2 separate regions of the Triticum aestivum genome follow, and region 1 is linked to region 2. Evidence: chromatin contacts called from public Hi-C data. All regions are on one chromosome and are shown on one strand. The core of a region is the stretch at or near the end of the contact, and the rest is flanking DNA. Distances in the headings are between cores, read along the strand shown. Region 1 holds the start of LOC123090848 (zinc finger protein CONSTANS-LIKE 16). Region 2 overlaps LOC123090847 (protein CASP).

Region 1 (4,281 bases), core at 1,377-3,876, 76 kb before region 2:
CATGTACTTGTTGAAGCAAAGGGTTAGGATTTTAATTCATTAGAATTTTTCTTATGGATACCCCTATGACCATATGAATCAGGTTGTATAAATAGACATCCTACTGGATAACTCAAACCGGAGGAATTTTGAAAGAATTGTAACACGAGATTGGTTGCATGAACCTCATCTCTCTTCAAATTTCCGTGAATTTCAAAGAGACGATCCAAAGAGCTGGTTTAGCAGTTTTCGATGCATTGTCACAGCAAAATAAATATGTGGAGATTATAAATTACGCTGAGGATTTCCGACAAATATGTGAAGTACATCCTACGCAATCCCATTCCGATTACGGTTGTGTTTACCATTATTGAACCAAAGCCTAAGGAACAGAGGCCACCCTAATCATTACTTTTCCTGTTTCTATGATCGGAAATCCTATAAACCGAATGAGCCCTTAGAAATTGTTTGAATCCAAGAGGCGTTAAGATATGTGAGTGGCATGCTCTTCAGTCTATAGCTACTAGATGCAAAGCTAGCGAAAAATTTCATATATATCTACATACAAAGTGTCAAGACGTTTAGATCCAAATAATGGTACAAGCCTTCGATCGAGGAAAAAAAAGTCATGCAACCTTTACACCAGTAGAAAACACCATATATATATGTAGACTTGTAAATAAGCACATTGTGATTGTGATTCATAGATTGTGCCCTGGTTCGAGGCTACCCAACACATCAGGAATGGAAGGCTTGAAGGCATGCATTGACATACACGAACTAGGCTTGATCTTCCTCTCTACCATTCTCAGTTACAAGCCCTTACCCTAACTCTATCGTACCATGAATGTATCTCCTACGTTTTGAGATCAACATCTACAGTACAACCGTTGTAATCAGTACACATTCCTTACAAAAACGACGAAAGTAACAACAACAACCCTAAACCATTGAGCGTATATACAAAGACTTGTGGTACATAGCTACTATACTTTGCACATGAAATTCTACAAGTGTATATTCAGTCGTACGTACGTGGTGAGGTTTCTGCTCAAAACTAGCAAGAAAAAACGAGAGCTACGTAGGTGAAGTAGTATTTTATTAGCGGATTATCGTTCGAGCATGCACAGGCATGCATGCATGCATGCATCTGCATCCACGGACGAACGGTCGAGCGCTTGCTTTCAAAAACGGAAGCGCCCGTGCGCGCCGCCGTGGCCGTGGCCCGCGAGCACCATCGGCGGCCGCGGCGGCAGCGGTGGCAGCGCGGTGCGCTTCACGAACCGGCCCTTCATCCGCGGCCGCTTCTCGGCGTTGAGCTTGCGCACCTCGTACCGGATCTTCTTGGCGAACAGCCGCGTCCGCCGCTTCTCCCGGTACCGCGACACCCGCGCCTCCCGCTCGCCGCCGGTCACCGCCGTCACCGCTGCGCCGAGCCCGAACCCCCGGCTCCCCGCCTGTCCATGCCAAGCAACAGATCGAGCTTGATTAGACGACAAGTTTATGTGTACAGAAGTGAAATAAGTGCATAGATCACATGTTAGGAGCAAGGACAAGTGCTTACCGGTAACTCCAGCCAGGAATCATCACTGGGGTCGATGTGGGGGCGCTCGCCGTAGAACCACGGCGAGCCGCCGTCATGGGCCCAGGAGTCGATGACCCTCTCGTAGTCGAGCTTAAGTATCATCCCCGAGTCCGACCGCTTCCTTTTCCTGTCCTCTAACGACTCTTGCTCCGGCGCCGGCGCCGCGGTGCTCTGATCATCGAAGTCCGCCATGTCGAAGTCAAGGTTCAGCTGGGGCTTCTCTTCGTCCAAGAACCGCAGGTCGTCGAACCCCTCTTCTACTCCTCCCATGAGCAGGCTCTCCATGTCCGCGGCGAAGCTGGCGAGCTCCATGTCCGGCACGACGTCGAAACCGGTGAACCCGTCTGCCGCCCCGGCCACGCCCGAGGCGTACTCCGACGACGGCTGCTTGGCAAGCGACGAGAAGCAGCAGACGGCGGGCTTCTGCTCGAGAGGCTCCCGGAACTCGTCGACCGGCATGGGGTTGTAGAGCTCGGCGAGCATGGGGTCGAACACCGGGACGCGGTACAGGAGATCCTCGTCGTCGACCTCCACGCCGTGGACGTCGTCGTTGTCACCCACGATGCCGGAGCCGGAGTCCTCCGCCTCGAGATCGGGGACCGCCGAGGCAGCCGCGGCCTTCGCGGCGGCGGGCGCGCCGTGCTTGCCCACCGTCCCGGGCTTGGACCGCGGCGTGCGCGGCCGGCGCTTGAGCCCGTGCAGCCACGCGGGCTCGTCGGGGTCGGCGTGCTGGAGGGAGGAGGTGGCCGCCGGCGAGGACGAGGAGGGGAGGCGCACCCGGTGGTGGCGCCGCGCGAGCGGGTTGGCCGAGTGGACGGAGGCGTCGCACGCCTGGCACAGGTAGGCGTCGTCCGCGGCGCAGTGCCACCGCGCCCGCCGCCGCATGCAGCCGTCGCAGGCGCGGGCCGCGCGCGCTCCGATCGCCGCGCCGGCGCTCGCCATCGATCTCGTCAGGTCAGACACGAGCGACCGAGCTAGCTACGCACCCTCGCGCCTGCCCCGCTGACACTAGCTCAGTAGAGTTAAGCGAGCGCTTAACCCAGAGCAGTGTGGGGTGAGAGGTCGGAGCCCTTTTCCTCTATTAAACCGCGAGCCCGGACGGCGACCCCTGGCCCACGCTGCAGCGCCCGTGGGTTCGTGTGTGGGTGATTCGGGTAAAAGGGCGGGCCGGTGGGCCTGGCAGGGCCTTTTCGACGACGTGGCCCGACGGGAGTGGGCTGGAGGGGAGGGGCGGGACCCAGGGAGGTGGTTATCTCGAAGCTGATTGGCTGGCGGGCGCGCGGAATCCGGAGAGGATGAATTCTATTGGGCGAGCTGTCACGCCGTTTGGATTTCCGGCGGGCCCCGTGGGGGATGGGCGACGACCATGGGGCTGCAGCTTGTGATGGTGCTGATCGCTGGTGACTCATCATCAACCCGCGTAGAATCATGATCTTTTTCTCTTTTGAAATGAGCCCTTTTTTGGAATCTTTTTCGAACAAGTTTCAAACTTGTTAGGGCGCCAAGGTACAGTTAGCTTGACTCGACAAGTTGATACATAAGACTCTTTGTGAAGCGAAGGAGAGTGCACGAGATTACACTCACACGCTAAGGCCAGTTCTTTTGCTGGCTTCTAGAATAAACTACTCCCTACCCACTTTATTCTTGAAGCCTAACTAAATTTAATTGTTTAGAAGCCTACTAATTAAGACTTAACTAGTAGGCTTTAAAAAATATTTTTTGTTAGGCTTATAGAATAAGCTGGGTAGGAGGCAACTTATTCTATAAACCTAAAAAGGCTACCAAAAGAACTGGACCTAAGTCACAGAAGCCACAGTTTTGGACATAATCCTAAGAAAGCAACTTCATATTTGAAATTGAGCTATGATGCTTTAGGTCAATAGATAAAAAAAAGCAAAATAAAAAAAAGAAATATAGTGCCTCCATTCCCATAAAATGAACGCCGCACAAAGGTAAAAATCCCGCAGCAAGAAATCCTATAGGAATAGTGCAAAAATCCTACAAACCACGTGAACCCTTTAATGCAAGAGAAACACAATCTTGGAAAATCAGGCATTCGGAGTTTCACGCTTACAACCAAGCCTAAATTATTATTCGCAAAAAAAACAAGCCTAAATTATCACCAAAAGACAATTAGCTAGCAAATCATCCTTCACACAAAATTAATATATAATGGTTTTATTAATGGACATGCATGATTGATGCAGAGACAAATGTTTATCCTCCTATTTTTCAAGAAGTATAATGGTGGTTTAAATGCAATGGTGGTTTAAATGCAATGGTGGTTTAAAAGAAGGATTTAAGGTAGAGAATCATCCGACTTTGCTTCCGGCAGAAGGCACACGAAAATGTGTGTTGCACAATTAATCACAAAAATATGTGCTCCGCAATTAATCAGGCAAACCACAATTTGGGGGGCGGGCAAGAAGTAGTTGTGTTGTAGACGTGCATTGCGGGTACTGCTAACTTGATTGAAAGAAAATAAGAGGGACCCGATTGCTTCTTTTTTAATAACATGGACCTGATTGCTTTTTAACTTACATGGACCTAATTGCTTTTAAATAAACTTATAGGGACCCGATTGCCTTTTATTTTTTGTAGGGGCCTGCATATGGGCTCCACCTTCTTTTTTTAATAACATGGACTAGATTGCTTTTTAACTTACATGGACCTAATTGCTTTTAAATAGAACTTATAGGGACCCAATTGCCTTTTAT
Region 2 (4,433 bases), core at 12-2,511:
GGAGGTTCACACATCACCATTTTGCAGACAAGCTAATATACAATGGAAGAATAAGTTGGCGAGTAGGTTGCCTCTCATCTGCGAGGTTTTAGGCATATTGTAGTATGCCATGTGGAATTCTGCGTATGACAAAAGTTTGTTAGGAGGAAACTGGTATTACGTTGCCTTAGCTGGTTGCTCTTTCTCCTTTTATGTTGTTGGTTGTTTTGTATGTTTTAAGTAAATGATGCGACTTAATATGTAATTGATTGGAGATGCCCTAATGAAATGATATGCGTAAGCAATACATTGATGTTACGGCATGGCACCTAATAACTGTACTAGTATGAAGCATACACTTGAATAACGTAACCCCATGGAGCATGTGGTTAGCAAACACTAGAATAACATGCCCGCACAAAAAACATGAATAACATACTGCAGAAATCATCTTTAAATGCTATGGGGAAAATCAAAAAACGCTAAGAAAATTACGGGAAAAAGATTGATAGAAATGTCTCCAAAAGGGGGAATTTGTTGCGCAATAAGTTGCATAAACGTGTAAGAATTTTATTATGCATAATTCGTTTTACATTTTTTGCATGACTTGCTAATGGTCATGTTTTTACATTTTTTATGAAATAATGCATTTTTACAAACAAAATAATTGCATGACTTGCAATGGTTACGTCTTTTATTTATTATATCAAAATCAACAAAATATTTGTACACCGATTCTGTTCGTGTATAATCATTTCCGCAGCTTTATAACGTGTAATCCTTTTTTTTTGAGGGGATATAACGTGTAATCCTAACAAGTACTGTACCTTCACTCGCAAAAAGAAAACGAGTACTGTACCTCAGCCGGATTAGTTATCGGTGATGCTCACAGGACAGTGATGGTAGCACACCACAAGTACAGTGAAACACACCTACCACAGGGATGCACATGTACGCGAGGGCCGACGTGTCGACCCGACGCGGCCACTCCGGCTTGCCGCCCCACACATATTTTCAGCATCTCGCCCTCCGGCGACTCGGCGGATAGCGGCGCCAGATCACGACGGCGCCTGGGGCTCGACGTGGCCCGGTCCGCCCCGCGGGCTCCCTTGTGGCGCGTAGGCATCGGAGACCACGACCGTGCATGGCCCGTAGTAGCCAGCTACCAGGCCCCTCCCGGAGCCAACCTGCGGCCGCCTGTCGATTCGGCGCTGCGCTACGCGCCGCCGTGAATTGACCGCAAACAGCGACCCTAGTACAGCCCGGTCCCTCTCCCCGCTCTGGCTCCTAGCTGCGCGCGCGCGAGCCTGCGTGTGGGCTGCCCCTCGGCTCCTCGGCGGTCCACAGGTTCCCGGCGCCGTCGCTGTTGGTGTCACTTGCGCGTGCCGGAGGGTCGGCAAAACGGTGTGAATTTTTTGTAGCTCGGGAGAGGTTGCGGGTTGCAGTGGATGTGCACGGTGGTTGGGGACAATCCGTGGGCGTGGGAGCGTACAGCGACTGATCGTGGTTGAAGACAAGCGGGTTTACTGTGCGTGCGGGTGGGTCTCGACAGGTAATCCGGCTGGATCGCTCTTCAGATAAAGCTCACCAAGTTTGTTTTTTTTAAATGGATAAAGCTCGCCAAGTTTAACTCTTGCACGCCTTCTCTCCCTGCCTCCCCAGTTTTTTCAGAAGCGCAGTACACAAACAAGTACATACGCCTATCCCCATGAATAGGCTCATCTCTACAAATACAGGCATGCATGCCCTATCCTATGAACACCTCCAAGATACTAAGCTAACAGGTTTTAAGATTAACAAAGCCATTACATGCGCCTCTGTCAACAGGAACGTTGCCTCCCATGGTTTCTCTTCTTCCTTTCAATTTTTCGGAGGCAAAGCAGTCATCTCCTTTTTCAGGAAAAAAATCTTTTAGTTGCAAGAATTCAACTTTTGAATACTTCAACTTGTAAACTTCATCTTTCGCATACAAGGGAATCCAGATAACTTGCTTTTGCCAAATATCTGCTTAAGGCTGTTCCTGCTAAATTAATGTGAAGACAACTCTAATATTACTCCCTCAATCCTTTTTATTTCTAGATTCTGTACAACTGTCCTCGCCACAAACTTCCGACCATATATGCTGAAAACATACTTTGGATGGCATTGTGTTTGTACATATGTGCTTTCATTTGTCATCGAAAGGGCAATTTGGTAATACAACAGTTTACAGAATGACTCAAGCACCACACCTCATCCGCCACCTCGCCCCTTAATCCTCACCCGCTTTACTGGAAATTTATCTACAGAAGAGAACATATCAAGGCACCTAAAGGGCATAGTAAACTAAAAACTTCAGTCATGATCCTATGCAGAGATTCTCGAGACCAAAACCCAGGAACGCTTCCCTTTCGGTACTGATCAAGTGATAATACTGTTACATCAAACTTGGCTCAGGGCATGTGCGATAATGTCTGATTGCCAGCGTCAAGGATGATCTCATCATGTGCAGGTGTTATGCTGCACAAATATTTCAAGTTAGCCGTGCTCATGCTTAGGGCCTCAAATTGAAACTGACGATGCGATGCATGCTTACCTCAGATAGCTCAAAGCTGACATTCTGTACAGCAGCGTGAACACGAGGAGATGCAATCCAATAGTGTAGAAGAATATAAATGTCCGGGCAAATCTGTGAATACAAACAGAACACATGCTACATTAATTTCTTGTTTCAGTCCGCTTCATTGGTCAAATACAGAAATTCAAGCAATTCATTAGTGTAGGAGAATATAAAAGTCCAGGCAAATATGTGAATACAAACAAAACACTTGATATATTTATTTTCAGTCCGCTTCATGGATAAAATCATACAATAAAGAAACTAAGGCATCATGTAATACAAAATGGCAATCACTTGTGCATTCTTATCCATGAAGGGCTAGGATTAATCAATGGTGGTCAGTTTTAAAGTTTAGACATGAGCACAATGACCAAATATAAAATCTAAACAAAGATTCAGACGAAGGGTATAATTTAAGAAGTTGGAACCAAATTAACTACTCCCTCTGTAAAGAAATATAATAGCACTATCTAAACGCTCTTATATTTCATTACAGAGGGAGTACATCTCAGTGGCAGATCCATGCACACCTGAGTCATCGGTGCTGTACTTATTTAATTCAAAAAAGACATACGACATTGGGAATGGTCAAATAAAAAACTTGGCATGTATAGCTCTGCTGTTTCTACAACAATTTAAAAGTTATCATCAAAGATCGGTAATACAACAAATACAAAGAAAAGGAAAACCTGAACTGCACACCCCACAAAAAATGATAGTATCATACTTGTTACCGAGGAGAAAACGGCCACTACTGAGAGTGATCTTATCTCTTATACCAAGTTCCTTGTATCTTTGATCCTTTTCCTGGATATGGCAAAAAAAGAACATAATTGAGCTGTGTACAATACCAGAGATAACATGTGTTGCTGATGATATGTTCAAATATATCTACCTTCCTCGAGAAAGCTGCAAAAGGATTTATGTCATCCTCGTACATTTTCTTGTACTTTGTTTCAACATCTGAAGAACCACTTTCAATATCTTCTGCGTACTGCAAGGCGCAACATAACAAAGGTCAAATGCTAGACAATGTGAAGTATGTAAAGTCCATCATAAGGATTTATGCTAAACCTTCTTTGGTCCTCTAGAAACAATCTTCTCATGACTGTAGTCCTGGACGTATCGAATCTTTCCGTACAATTGAACATTATCAGCTTTTGTTTTTTCCAATTCTACAGCTAGCATTTCATACTTCTCTTTTAATCTCCTCAGTTCCTGGGATACGTAAAAATGACAATACATGGTCAGTGGTGATGCATTTTCATATTTCATGAAGCAAAGAGAAGTCATGGGATAAAAAAAAATCCAAGAAAAGCCTAACAGAACCACAACTTTCAAGAAAACCAAGGAAAATGACCCTCTTATATCATTACCAAACCTTGTCGAAAATAGAAGCCTATAATATATACCTCTTCGGTTTCACGTAGTCGTGTACGGAAACGGTCCCTCTGATTGCAGATGACCTTGAGCATGGAACTTTGATCTTGGTCTGGTGATGAATTCCTTGGATCAGTACCCTGTAAATAAATGAAAAGAAACAAGTGAAGCTACACATGGATGTAGTGACCATCTGATTAGATAACTCAAAATCAAATGCACTGTTACAAAAAAAGTGAGTATTGAAATGATTCTTAGGCACATTTGGTATTTGCCTTAACATCTACTCCCTCCGTCCGGAAATACTTGTCATCAAAATGAATAAAAGGGGATGTATCTAGATGTATTTTAGTTCTAGATACACCCCTTTTTGTCCATTTTGATGACGAGTTTTTTCGGACGGAGGGAGTAGAACTGTGGATACTGTTGATAACAACTGCATATACTGCTAAATATTAAAATCACACGCATGTTT

What was found. A called contact is a pair of places that touch in the nucleus more often than the background predicts.
Region 1: a Hi-C map of leaf shows a contact between it and region 2, with 5 times the contacts expected there. The contact joins the promoter of LOC123090848 here to the enhancer-like site in region 2. A contact is called at or near these places in 3 of 5 Hi-C or Micro-C datasets (all in leaf) and 1 of 1 datasets of contacts at active chromatin or transcription factors (leaf).

Annotation. Positions count from the first base shown.
Region 1 is chr4B:35,637,365-35,641,645 of IWGSC CS RefSeq v2.1, reverse strand. LOC123090848 (zinc finger protein CONSTANS-LIKE 16) reads right to left here and starts at 2,626. Exons shown (of 2, transcript XM_044512201.1): 1 at 1,544-2,626; 2 at 626-1,436. The coding sequence starts at 2,506. The coding sequence ends at 1,164.
Region 2 is chr4B:35,560,234-35,564,666 of IWGSC CS RefSeq v2.1, reverse strand. LOC123090847 (protein CASP) reads right to left here. Exons shown (of 18, transcript XM_044512200.1): 13 at 3,991-4,098; 14 at 3,653-3,796; 15 at 3,474-3,572; 16 at 3,306-3,385; 17 at 2,555-2,647; 18 at 2,029-2,478. The coding sequence ends at 2,412. Among protein-coding and RNA genes, the nearest start is that of LOC123090847, 8.2 kb to the right of the region's middle. Within about 2 kb of position 1,261, at least 8 of the 8 cell types and tissues checked have an H3K27ac peak or open chromatin away from gene starts, as enhancers often do. A contact at or near this core is called in leaf, where this site is marked.